Regions from separate parts of the Bos taurus genome. Here region 1 is linked to region 2. A link is a contact called in public Hi-C data. All regions are on one chromosome and are shown on one strand. The core of a region is the stretch at or near the end of the contact, and the rest is flanking DNA. Distances in the headings are between cores, read along the strand shown.

Region 1 (6,499 bases), core at 33-2,532, 77 kb before region 2:
TCACTGTAAATAAAGCTATGGTGAATACTTTGTACACAGGCATCAAGTACACCTCTGATTATGTATTTGAAAAAAATTTCTAGAACTGGAATTTCTGGGTCAAAAAATTTTAATTGTTTTTCTTATTTATGACTCTGGGTTGCTTATTTCTCATTTATTAATATTATTGTGTCTTCATTAAAAGAAAAGTTTAATCACATTTCTAACATTTCTAACCTTATAATTTGTAAGTTTTCAAATACTTGAAGAAAATTCATATAAATGTCAAAACCAAGTCCCTTTCTTCTTAAAGCACACACATACAGCTAACATATGCTTATTCAGAAAGACAAAATCAGCAATGTATCAACATTTTGACTGCTGAGACAAGAAATACTTATTCTAACTGAACACTGCACCTCAGGAGGAATTTCCTCCTTTTAACCACTGGGTGTCCCCTGAATCCTATTTTTAAAGTTAGGCAGGTATCACCAGATCCTATCTAACAAATAGTTCAGCAATCTCTCATCATATAGCTGGTACAAGGAACCCTCATTATTTTTTAAATGCAATATTTTAAAAATTAGTCATTCAACTTTCTTGTCAGCTTTCATTTTTCTGGGAAAGAGATGCATGGTTTCAGACTTGACTGAGTAAACTCAGTGTTTTAAGAAGGTAAGCAGGAAAAAAAAAAGTAACAATATTGCATTCAGAGAAGTAATTTTTATCCCAAGCACTAAGTGAAACCAAAATTGGAATGTGAACATGAGATCACTTTAGCTCTCTGTTTCCTGTAAAAAAAGTGTTTTCTTTGAAACTGTACTTTGCAGACTTCAGAGTGATATATTTCTGGAAGGTGCTGAAGTCCAAACATTACGTACTTTGAGCTCAAATTAGATCGCTTAGGAATCAGAGACTTGATTTGAAAAAGAAAGAGAACAGGGGTGCCCACCTTAACGTGAAAAACCAACCACGAAGCCCACAGTCCTAATGATTAAGATAAACATATGTGTAGAATTCATTCCTGAGCTCTTCCCAAATAATGTCTTTCTTATTTGATATTGGTCAATTGATAAATGAATCCATTTACCTATAAACACCTGGCAAGCAATCCAAGAAATCTGTACCATGTGACACATGGCAACACTTATCTCTTTCTGTGTAAATAAACACTGATTTAAACTTTTTCTTTTCTTTTGTTTTATCTGATGCTCACTATAAATGCACGTACACTGGAGGAAAAGAGTCATCGGTGCCGAATCTCCACTGACTCAGCAGCCTCTGGCTCGTAACAGAAACAGCTCTCAAGTGAACCGACGATATCCCAGTCTCCAAACAAGAAAGCTCCCTCAGCTCCCAGTCCCGGGTCTATCCTCAGCCTAGGTGCTCCTTCCAGCCTTCCGACCCATGACCCGGCAACATCCAGGCTCCCCCACCCCTTTTGTTTCTGCTTCTTTGACTCGTTCACTGGTGTCTCCTTCCTACCTACTTCAGGCAGCCATTTATTAACATTTGCTTTTGGTTTCTCTCTTCTTTCTCCCTACTCGCTTCTTCAATAATTTCAACCAAGAATTTTGGCAGTGAGGGTTAAAAAGGAAGATGGAATGGAAGCTTGAGCAGCTTCAAACGAAATATTTTAAAATAGTTCATGATGAGGAAGACTAAACTAAAATGTCGTCTAAAGAGGAGTCATTAAATAAGGAGTAAAAAGAAAAAAAAAAGAATGGGATGCGACTTAGTGACTCAAAAACAACAATAACAAAAGGAATGAGGGAAGAGTTAAGGAACGAGGTCCTAGGAGAAGTAGGAAGAAATAGGGTTTGCATTTCTGCATTTCTCCCTTGCAACCAAAGCCTCCCCATCTGGTCCAATGACTCCTTGAAACCACAGTGCCCTCAATGTGCTTCAGAGCCACGCTGTCCCCAGGACATGGAGACAGGAGACGGCTGAGGGATGGGGTGGGGTGGGCAGGCATTTCAAAAAGAAAAGGAAATGAGAAAGGAAAAAAAGGAAGAAAAGCTCATATTTTCCAGGAACTGCATTATGAGATCTGTAAGAATTATCTGTGTTACTCGAAAAGTGCTCAGAAGACCACCGTCAGAAGAGTCACCTGAGTGACTGGGAAAAATACCGAAAGCCTGATCTCACCCTGATCTGGGCCCAGGAGTCTGAATTTTTCATACTATGTCCAGGTGATTCATAGGCATGCTTAAACTTGAGAAATATTGCATAATCTCATGTAATGTCCTAGGAGATGAGGAACAAAGTTTAAAATAAATTTTTATGATACTAACAAATTGATGCTTTTGAACTGCGGTGTTGGAGAAGACTCTTGAGGGTCCCTTAGGCTGCAAGGAGATCCAACCAGTCCATCCTAAAGGAAATCAGTCCTGAGTGTTCATTGGAACGACTGATGCTGAAGCTGAAACTCCAATACTTTGGCCACCTGATGTGAAGAGCTGACTCATTTGAAAAGGCCCTGATGCTGGGAAAGATTGAAGGTGGGAGGAGAAGGGGATGACAGAGGATGAGCTGGTTGGATGGCATCACTGACTCAATGGACATGAGTTTGGGTAAACTCTGGGAGTTGGTGATGGACAGGGAGGCCTGGCGTGCTGCAGTCCATGGGGTCACAAAGAGTTGGACACGACTGAGCAACTGAACTGAACTGAAATGAACAGCGCTCTATACATTTACTAAGGGTTCTGTAATAATGTGGATTGAAATATAAAAGACTAATTTATGATGTCAACTTGCTAAGAGATTTTGACTTCACAAGTGAACTGTTTTTGGAAGGTCTTAACAAGTTATTATGTACATTGGTATATGATAAAATATTACTGACTTTATGACAAGAATCATACATATTCAGTCCTTAAATGATAAAGGTTTCTTGCTGTGGGCACAATTTTAGGTCATCCTCCCTTCTGAATCAGTCATTCCATTATCTTTTAGAAGCTAATAAAGTCTAGAGAGAAGACTGAAAAAAATATAAATGTTAAAACAGTGTATTTCAGGATTAATATTTAATTGATTTGTCCCTCGGGTTTCCAGGACTTAAGATCTATTCTAAAGCCAAGAAATGTAACTTCTATTCAATTCCTTTGATTTTTTTTTTAACTTTTATTCTAATTCCCTATGCTATAAGGTATAGTCTTCAGAGACAATTTTGGTAGGACCTAAGATCTTACGCAGTTAGGCTCATTACTCTGAAGTGCAATAATAACTATTTTTATTAGTCACTCACTACTACTTAGATAACATTTTGTATATCACAGATTCTTAATTTAACAGCAAATTATTTTCATGTTCTTGGTTACAGAGGGACTGTATTTTCTAGCAACTGGCATATATTTTTGGGTGTTAACAGAGTTGTTTTGAAACAAAGAAAGACTACTAAGCTTAATGAACTACCAAACTTCCTTCCTTTTTTAATGGGAAAGGCTTGGCAATATATAGTCAACAAAAGAATTTGAGTCCTGGCTCTAAAGCTATAAGGGGCTTACCTTTATTGCCAAACAAGTTCTCCTCATTGGCTAGTAAAAGTAATAACAGTAGTAATAATAATAACCATGATAGCAGCTAACACCGTCGCATGTCCCAGGCACTGTTCTAGACACTTCATTTGCTTGGTCTCATTGATCTTCACATTAACTCATGTAGAACCTATCGCTGTCTCCATGGACACATGAGAAAGGTACCCTTAGGGAGGCAAAGGAATCTGCCTAAGAACACCCAGCTAGGAGGTTGCAGAGCTGGGGACAAGTCCACACACTGGGACTCCAGGGCCTGCTCTCAGCAACTACAGCGTGCTGCCTCTTTAGGCACTGTGGACTGGGGGCGGGCTAACTGGGGAGCTTTTCAGCGCTCCCACGGCACATGAGAAAGAAGATGCTCTTACAGTGGTCTCAAGACGGCAAAGAATTTTTGTCCTGAATTTGAGAAACTCCCTGTGTTTTTCTCAGAATTCAACCTGAAAACATGTCTTCCGATAAACAGGCTGTTTGAATGGCTACATAATGGCTGGTATTCTAACCATAGGTTTTGACCTTAAATCCATAGATGGCTGGCGAAGACCCATATGGCAGGCTCCACATAAGAAAATACAAACTCTATTACGTGCGTACACAAGTATCAGGCGCTGAGACGCAAGCAGTACCTAAAGCACGTCATGACGACACACGCACAGAACGAGGCCCACGCACCGGAAACCAGTCAGAGAAATTCCAGAAAAGAGGCGACATGGAATGCTCCCGAAGCCCTACACCTCAAGCCCTTCTGGTGAAACTCATGAGGAGCTACACACAGTTAATAAACAGAACAGAGTCCGCAGTGAAGGCCTACTTCACAGGTTATACCCGAAGGAGGCTAGAAAAGGGGAGACTGGATTCAAGACGTGAAAGAGAGTCATTAGGAGACCACTCCGGGAATGGCTACTACAAAATAATCTCGACAGCAGTTTTCTAATCATCTTCTCACAGAAGAGGCTGGAATTTGACTCAACAACAAAGGAAGTCAGGGAATTGCCAAAACTGAGGTAAAATCTCCACCCTGACAGTAACTGAGCAGGACCCTGTGGAGGCTTCCCGGGAAAGGCCACCTCCCACCCACTCACCACATCCTCCACTGCCTCTGGTTTGCAGAAAAACTTTGGCCTCCTAGGCCTTGCCTGAGTTCCAAAAAAAGACATTTAATCAGATAAGTGAGAAGAAGGAAAACAGTCAAGAAAGATGCCGTTTTCCTGAAGACTGAGACAGTAAATCTCATAAAATGATACACTACAAGAAGAAAATTTCAGAAGACTGTCTGCATCCTTAATAGGAAACGAGATGGCATTGCCCCCGTGAAAGCCAGGTAGAGAGCCACAGACACAGAGAAGATGGAGATGGGAAAATAACAGAGTGAAACAGAGAGAGAGGGCAGGAAGACTGGATTAGAGAGGGGTACAATGCAACAGGGGAAAAGGCAAAATTTAAACCTGTATTGGAAGTTTCAAGGAGCAGAATTTAAATGACAGAAATAAAAATATGGGGGATAAAGTTCAGAAACTCTAGCAGAATACAAAGGTGAAGGTCAAAGAGAAAACTGAGGCAGGTGCCTAATGAATGTCTGATCTCAGAACTATATGTATGTTTAAAAAGAAACTGAAATAAGACCGATAACTACATAATAGACACTCTAGGAAAAAATTAATAGAAAAACACACATGTAGGCACATCCTGGCAATTTTTAAAATTGTAAGAATAAAAGAAAAAGAAATCACAAATACACCAAAGCAGGAAAAACAAGTTCTCTAAAAATAAATAACAATTAGGCTCCCTCAGACATCTTTTCTATAGCACAAAAAGTCAGAAAACTATGGAGAAACAGGTAGAATATTTTAAGGGAACAGAACTGTTACCCCAAAACGTACAATTTTGTAGTAGCACCTTGTGTGAGGCCAGCAGAAAAGCATGCTTAGATCCACACAGATGCAGAAAATCACCATCCATATGCCTTCATTGAAAAATAAATTATCTTAAAAATATTTTAGTTAATTGGAAAATAATAAAAATTTAGAATTAAAAAAAAAAATTGGAAACTGCAATTGAAAAGGATTTTGGAACTTCCTTTAGTGAGTTTAGCCTTTCAAATCGGACACCCAGCAGAGTTCTGGATCTCCAGGTAAGACAGACGGGGACTGCCCTTGGGGCACGTTTTCAGAGTTGCCTCCTTCTTGGCACTGGGACATGAACTTGTCCAGCACAATCAAGTCCCCACAATTAAAGTGGACAAGAGATTGTAATGACTTAACACCCCTTAAAATAACATTTGCTGTGGCACTTTTCCAGAATTTGCTAAGGACGGCTTTATCACTTGTTGGCCGGAACACTGTCCCAGAAAACTTGTTAACAAGAAACTTGTTTTCCTCTCTCAAACACACAGCACAAAATAATAACCAGATTAAATATTATGTGAAATGCCAAGGTACTTAAATACGATTTTCTATGTATTTAAAAGTGGAAGTGTTAGTCGCTCGGTCATGTCCGACTCTTTGCGACCTCATGGGTTGTAGCCCACCAGGCTCCTCTGGTGGGCTCCATGTCTGTGGAATTCTCCAGGCAAGAACACTGAAGTGGGTTGCCATTCCCTTCTCCAGGGGATCTTCCCAACTCGGTGGGACCAGCATCTTTTACATCTCCTGCTTTGGCAGGTAGATTCTTACCACTAGCGCCACCTGGAAAACCCCATGTATTTAAAAGCCACACACAATGATGACTTCTCTCAATTGGAAAATATTTATCTATCACAAAGCACATTGTTTATCATCTTTAGTCTAGGCCCTTTTAGTCTAGTAATGTTCCTTTGTTATCTCAGCTTAAACATAAAATATGGCTTCCCTGGTGCCTCAGATGGTAAAAAATCTGCCTGCAATGCAAGACACCCAGGTTAGATCCCTGGGTCGGGAAGATCCTCTGGAGAAGGGAATGGTTACCCATCCCGGTATTCCTGCCTGGAGAATTCCATAGACAGAGGAGCC
Region 2 (7,067 bases), core at 63-2,562:
TTCTGGTGTTCTGTGTGTGTGTTTTGCAAAATAAATGAATTCAATAAAACAACTATTGGGGGCTGTAGCCCAGCGTCTGAGAGCTCACACATTGGAGTCTTGCGTTCATAGCTCAGTCTACACTTTGCAGCCATAGGATTTGGAGCAGTGGCCCTGACCTCGCTGAACTTCAGCTTTCTGGGCCTCACTGGCATGGAACCTGTCCCCTGAGCCCTCCTTCCCAGCAAAGGCTTGAAGCAGTGGTCCTTAACTAAAAGGGCCAGTGAGAGCCTCATCACCACGATCCCCTGGCCAGCCCTCTTAGGCTCTCTGGCCTGCCTGGTTTCCAGAGCAGCGGACTAGGTTATATTCTCCTTCAGTGCTGGTCTCAGCCAAGCAGAGCCTCCAACAACCCTCTTTGGTTTGCTTCATTCTCCATGAGCTCATGTGCCCCCTGATGAAGCCATCTGAGAGATGCGGGCAGAGAGCTCGGAGACATGTGTGCTGACTACACCAGTGGGAGAGATGATTACTGCGGAATGAGGGCCACAAGGAGGTGGGCCTTCCCCAGCGACTGACCAACACCTCCCCATGCTGGAGCCTTCTCAGGGCACCCTGGGGCCTCCCCAGGGCCCAGGCTCAGGCTTGTGAGTCAAAGTCAGGAGTCTGTCATTCTGTTTTCACCTTCCCAAGCTCAGGATGGGAACATGAGAATTCCTTTCCATAATTAATCTTCTTCAGGTTCAGAAAGTGAGAGTGAAGTTGCTCAGTCGTGTCCGACTCTTTGCAACCCCTGTGGACTGTAGCCCACCAGGTTTCTCCATCCATGGGATTCTCCAGGCAAGAATACTGGAGTGGGTTGCCATTTCCTTCTCCAAGGATCTTCCTGACCCAGGGACCGAACCTGGGTCTCCTGCATTGTAGGCAGATGCTTTACCATCTGAACCACCAGGGAAGTCAGGTTCAGAAGAATTTAAAAAAAAAAACAAGAAGAAGAGCTGAGTAAGAGGGACGGTCTGAGGACCCTCAGCAAAGCTGGGTCTGGGCTCCTGCCTGAAGCGACTGGTCTGCCCACATATTCCTTGAATTCTCCCTAAATCTTTGGACTCTGCTGCAGGTTTATCTGCCTGAACAGTTTTCCCTCCCCGCCCCCCGCCCTGTCCCATAATGAATGAATCATTTCCTCCTCTCATATCCTGCCAAACATTTCAAATCATGCCTCCCATTCTTGGTTAAGTGCCTAAATTGACCTTACTATGATGAAACAGCAAAGGGTAGGAAACAATTTTTCACTCTCATTTACAAGCCTCTTGAAATAAGCTTTCTGAGAGGAGCTGTGGGCACAATACCCTGTGCCCAGCTGGATGCTCCTGCTGAAAACCCGTCGTCCACAGTTAAGCCCTGTGGTAGGGAGGGGATCACAGAAACGCAGGGGGAAGAGAACAAGATTCCTCTCTTTGAAGTAATCTAAGTCAGACATCCACCAGGAACAATCAGCAGAAAAGTGGAGTCAGTCCAGTAAGTCAGTTCAGTCGCTCAGTGGTGCCTGACTCTTTGCGACCCCATGAACCGCAGCGTGCCAGGCCTCCCTGTCCATCACCAACTCCTGGAGTTTACTCAAACCCATGTCCATTGAGTCAGTGATGCCATCCAACCATCTCATCCTCTGTCTTCCCCTTCTCCTCCTGCCTTCAATCTTTCCCAGCATCAGGGTCTTTTCAAATGAGTCAGCTCTTTGCATCAGGTGGCCGAAGTATTGGAGTTTCAGCCTCAGCATCAGTCCTTCCAATTAATATTCAGGACTGATCTCCCTTAGGATGGACTGGCTGGATCTCCTTGCAGTCCAAGGGACTCTCAAGAGTCTTCTCCAACACCACAGTTCAAAAGCATCAACGCTTTGGAGCTCAGCTTTCTTTACAGTCCAACAGTCCAGGTTGGACTGTACGAGCTTCTGCTGCCATCTGGTGGAGTTCTCTCCTTTAATCATTGTTAATTAAAGGGTCACTTTCTAGAGGAAAACTATAGAGTCATGGTTCTCCAAGTGAGCTCCTTGGACCAGCAGTATGGGCATTACCTGGTCATTTACTTACTACCTATGACAACTGGAGAGTAACTTAATCTTTTCAAGCTTAGTTTCCTTAGTTATAAATGTCTAATTCACAGCATTAATGAGGATTTAAACAGAAAACACAGATAACATGAGCAGGGATAATAAAAGATGTTAAGGAGCCTAGCATTAAACCTAACAAAAAACTGGTAATTATGAAAACAAGTATAACATTTCTGTTATACTTACATAAAAGAGCTCCTTGGAAAAGAAGAATCTCAGACTCTAGACTTACTAGATCAAGAGGAACACTTAACAGGATCTCCAGGTCATTTATATAAATATTAAAGTTTAAGAAGTACTATCGGAGAAGGCAATGGCACCCCACTCCAGTACTCTTGCCTGGAAAATCCCATGGATGGAGGAGCCTGGAAGGCTGCAGTCCATGGTGTCGCTGAGGGTCGGACACGACTGAGCGACTTCCTTTTCACTTTTCACTGTCATGCATTGGAGAAGGCAATGGCAACCCACTCCAGTGTTCTTGCCTGGAGAATCCCAGGGATGGGGAAGCCTGGTGGGCTGCTGTCTATGGGGTCACACAGAGTCGGACAGAACTGAAGCGACTTAGTAGCAGCAAGAAGTACTATTCTTGATGTTTTCCCCAGAGAGATAGATGTTTATTCTTGTTCTTCTTCTTATTACTTTACACTTTTAAACACAAAGTTGTTTAATTTGAAAATGCTGTCACTGAAGAAACTCATCACAAGCCAGTATGGACTGGAGACGAAGAGCCCTGGACTGGGGAGTCAGACAGCACTTACTTTGCATCCCATCCCTGTCACTTGCCACCAATGATGTGTGATAAGTTATTGAATCTTTTTGAACCTTACTTTCCTTAGTTATAAAATAGACAAGAAAATATCTAACTCATAACATTGTGAACATTTAAAGTGTGAGTGAAGTGAAAGTCGCTCAGTCATGTCCAACTCTTTGCGACCCCATGGGTCCGATTCGTCCACGGAATTCTCCAGGCCAGAATACTGGAGTGGGTAGCCTTTCCTTTCTCCAGGGGATCCTCCCAACCCAGAGATTGAACCCAGGTCCCCTGCATTGCAGGCGGGTTTTTTACCAGTTGAGCCACCAGGGAAGCCCAAGAGTGAAACATAAGAAAAATAGACTGTGCCTACATTAAAACTAATAAAAGATGCTCAGTTTTAAAAAAGAAAAGAAAGTACAAAATTTCTTAGAAAGACATTAAAGAGAAGACTTAATGTGAGAGAGGAAACCAGGTTCAAGGATAGGAAGACCCAATACTATAAAGCAGTCAGTCCTCTTCCGGTTCATCTCTTCTCATGCAGTTCAAGTGACAACCTTAACTGGGCTTTCTGTTGAACTTTGACAAGCTCATTCTAAAGCTTATGTAAAATAAAATGGCTGGGAATAGCTTAAACAACTTTGAAAGAGAAGACCAGATGGGAGAGTCACTCTACCAGATATAAAAACTTGCTATACAACTATTAATATAAAAATAGTGAAGGCGGTGTGGTGTGATACACTGGCGGACACAGTGACCAGTGGAACAGAATAGAGTTCAGAAACAGTTCTGCACATATTTGGGGATTTGGTATATGACAGTGGTGGCGTTATAAATCAATTTGGCATGACCCTGTAAAGTTAACAGCAAGACCTTGTAAAGCCATCATTCCCACTCCTGTGGGTCTGTTCTGGAAACACTTTAGCACACGCTCTCACTGAGGCATTTACAAGGATTTTATAGAAGCTCTTTTCTTGTAAATACAAACATATTGGGAAGAACCTAGAAGCATACTAACATAGTAGAATAGATGAATACATTTTCTTGCAGTATTGATTACTGTACAGCAGTTAAAAGAAATGGATTAGAGATGTATATAATAACACACACCTCAGAAGAATAACATTGGGGAAAAAAAGGCAATTGCCAAAGACATAGGAAGAAAATGCCATTTGTAAAATTTCTAACCTGCAAAATAATATTATAGTATTTCTGTGTCTATACATATGCACTAAGAAGTAATATAGGCATATGAATAATACTCACCAAATTTAGGATGGTAGCTCCTTCTAGAAAGTGAAGAGGAACTAAAGAGTCTCTTGATGATGTGAGAGCTGGACCATAAAGAAGGCAGAGCACTGAAGAATTGATGCTTTTGAACTGTGGTGTTGGAGAAGACTCTTGAGAGTCCTTGGACTACAAGGAGATCCAACCAGTCCGTCCTAAAGGAGATCAGTCCTGGGTGTTCACTGGAAGGACTGATGGTGATGCTGATCCAATACTTTGGCCACCTGATGAGAAGAGCCAACTCATTGGAAGAGATCCTGATGCTGGGAAAGACTGAAGGCAGAAGGGGAAGAGGGCGACAGAGGATGAGATGTTTGGATGGCATTGCTGATTCAATGGACGTGAACTTGGAGAGTTCATATCTGGGAGATATCTTCAAACTCTGGGAGATAGAAAGGGACAGGGAGGCCCGGCATGCTGCAGCCCATGGGGTCACAAAGAGTTGGACACAACTTGATGTCTGAATAACAGCACCAATGCTGCTTTTGGAGAGGGAGAGGTGATGGCATTCCACTGAGGATACTGTATCCTTACAGGGAAAAGATCTGCAACATCGAATAGCTCAGTAATATCTGTATCATCTAATAATTTAAGGTCAATGGTATATACTTTTAAAATAATATTTTCTAGAATTTTTATGTTTGAAGGGATCCCTGGTGGCTCAGGGGATAAACTATCTGCCTGCAATGCAGGAGACCAGGGTTCGGTCCCTGGGTCAGGAAGATCCCCTGGAGAAGGGAATGGGAACCCACTCCAGTATTCTTACCTGGAGAATTCCATGGGAGCCTGGCAGGCTACTGTCCATGGGATCACAAAGATTCAGCCACGACTGAGCGACTAACACATACATACATACACAGAAAGAAAGACAATGTACCTAAAATGAATGACATATATTAAAATATGGCTGTGATCATTAATGAGGATTGAAATGCTTCCAAATAATTGATTGTGAGATTAAATAATTATATCTTGGAAGGAATGTTTTTAATTTCACCATAAAAGATCCACATTAAACCTATTTTTTAAAATGAACATGTTTACAGAGCACATTAATCAACAAATAACTTCTTTTTCTGGGCACCTGTCAGGGGTCTAGTAGTAAGCTACTCACTATGGGGAGGCTACAAGGGAAAGAACAGCCCGCCTGTAACATATCTGAAATAAAGAAAAAAAAAAAGAAAGAAAGAAAGGGGAGGGGGAGGAGGGACAGGAGGGAGAGGGGACGGGGAGGAGAGGAAGAGGAGGGAAGATATCCCTGGCAGGATGGAGTCAACTCGCACACGGCTATTTTAACAAGCAGACTATTTCACAGATAAAAACGAAGTTAGTGCAGCCTCCTCATGACATGAGACATTTATCCTGATGATTTCACTAATAAGACACTTCTGGAACTCTTTATAGAATTATGGTCAGAATATATACTACTCTAACTTGAGTTTCTCTAATGGGAAGATAACTGGGAGATAAATTTGACTTGGGGAAGAGTCAAGAAGAGTGGCCAAATCAGATAAAATGGCTTTTGGTCAATAGCTCAGTTCAGTGCAGTCACTCAGTCGTGTCTGACTCTTTGCGACTCCATGGACTGCAGCACACCAGGCCTTCCTGTCTATCACCAACTCCCGAAGTTTACTCAAACTCATGTCCATTGAGTCAGTGATGCCATCCAACCATCTTATCCTCTGTCGTCCCCTTCTCCTCCCAACTTCAATCTTTCCCAGCATCAGGGTCTTTTCCAATGAGTCAGTTCTTCCTATCAGGTGGCCAAAGTATTTGAGTTTCAGCTTCAGCATCAGTCCTTCCAATCAATATTCAGGACTGATCTCCTTTAGGATGGACTGGTTGGTTCTCCTTGCAGTCCAAGGGACTCTCAAGAGTCTTCTCCAACACCATAGTTCAAAAGCATCAATTCTTCAGTGCTCAGCTTTCTTTATAGTCCAACCCTCACATCCATACATGACCACTGGGAAAACCATAGCCTTGACTAGACGGACCTTTGTTGGCAACATAATGTCTCTGCTTTTCAATATGCTGTCTAGGATGGTCAGAGCTAGGTATGACCAAATACGAGTGTCTTCCCCCCTACACTCCATTCCCAAACCACAAAATGGTATTTGCATGGCACACTAGATACTATGGATAAGGCTATTTATGACCAAACGTGGTGGTTAGACTCTGATGCCACAGTCTCTGCCAGCCCACCCTAAGGGGGAAGGACATGGTGTTTCCGCTGACTCAGGACCAAGCACTGCGCTTGGCCAAGCCTCCTGCACTGGCTGGGAAGGTCGTTATAACACATCCTGTGAAATGACTCTGTGGCAGACCTTGGCGAGCGCTCACCAGCACTGTTTCCTTATCTGGGTGCAGAGGTTTGCAGGATCCTGTGAACAGTCATTCCGGCCCTGATCATAGTCCTCCCACGCCACTGTCCATGCTCTCCCCAACCTTGTTAGCCGGCAGCCCAGTGTTCCAACAGGCCAGAAACACATGTGGGAAGGAGCCTTAACTCCTGAGCCAGTATTTGGAGAAGAGCCTTTAGGAAAGGCCCCAGACCTGCCTTTAGGCCAGGATGCCACTGAAAAATAAACTTTTATAGCATTCAGGCAATGAGGTATTAGAATCTTTTTCTGTCATGTGACACAGCCTAGTATGTACTAGTAGAGAGACAACTCCAAAAGAGTAAAACAAGCTCCAAACCTGTTTGAAGCAATGGCAGCACCATCATAAACCCATGCATGCATGCATGCTCAGTCACTCAGTCATGTCCAACTCTTTGTGACCCCAAGGACTGGAACCAACCAGGCTCCTCTGTCCATGGGGATTCTCCGGGCAAGAATACTGGAATGGGTTGCCATTTCCTTTCTCCAGGGGATCTTCCCAACCCAGGGATTACCTGTGTCTCCTATGATTCCTGAATTTGCAGGAGGGTTCTTTACCACT

Evidence for each region. Hi-C and Micro-C count contacts between places; a contact is called where the count stands out from the background.
Region 1: a Hi-C map of skeletal muscle shows a contact between it and region 2, with 8 times the contacts expected there. The contact joins two enhancer-like sites. A contact is called at or near these places in 4 of 11 Hi-C or Micro-C datasets (liver, skeletal muscle, skin fibroblasts and 1 more).

Annotation. Positions count from the first base shown.
Region 1 is chr7:96,055,809-96,062,307 of ARS-UCD2.0, reverse strand. The region is part of intron 2 of CAST (calpastatin); the gene reads right to left. Among named protein-coding and RNA genes, the nearest start is that of CAST, 23 kb to the right of the region's middle. Within about 2 kb of position 1,282, at least 16 of the 102 cell types and tissues checked have an H3K27ac peak or open chromatin away from gene starts, as enhancers often do.
Region 2 is chr7:95,978,711-95,985,777 of ARS-UCD2.0, reverse strand. LOC104968993 (a long non-coding RNA gene) reads right to left here. Exons shown (of 6, transcript XR_009495407.1): 5 at 4,894-4,964; 6 at 2,817-4,400. Among named protein-coding and RNA genes, the nearest start is that of CAST, 53 kb to the left of the region's middle. Within about 2 kb of position 1,312, at least 14 of the 102 cell types and tissues checked have an H3K27ac peak or open chromatin away from gene starts, as enhancers often do.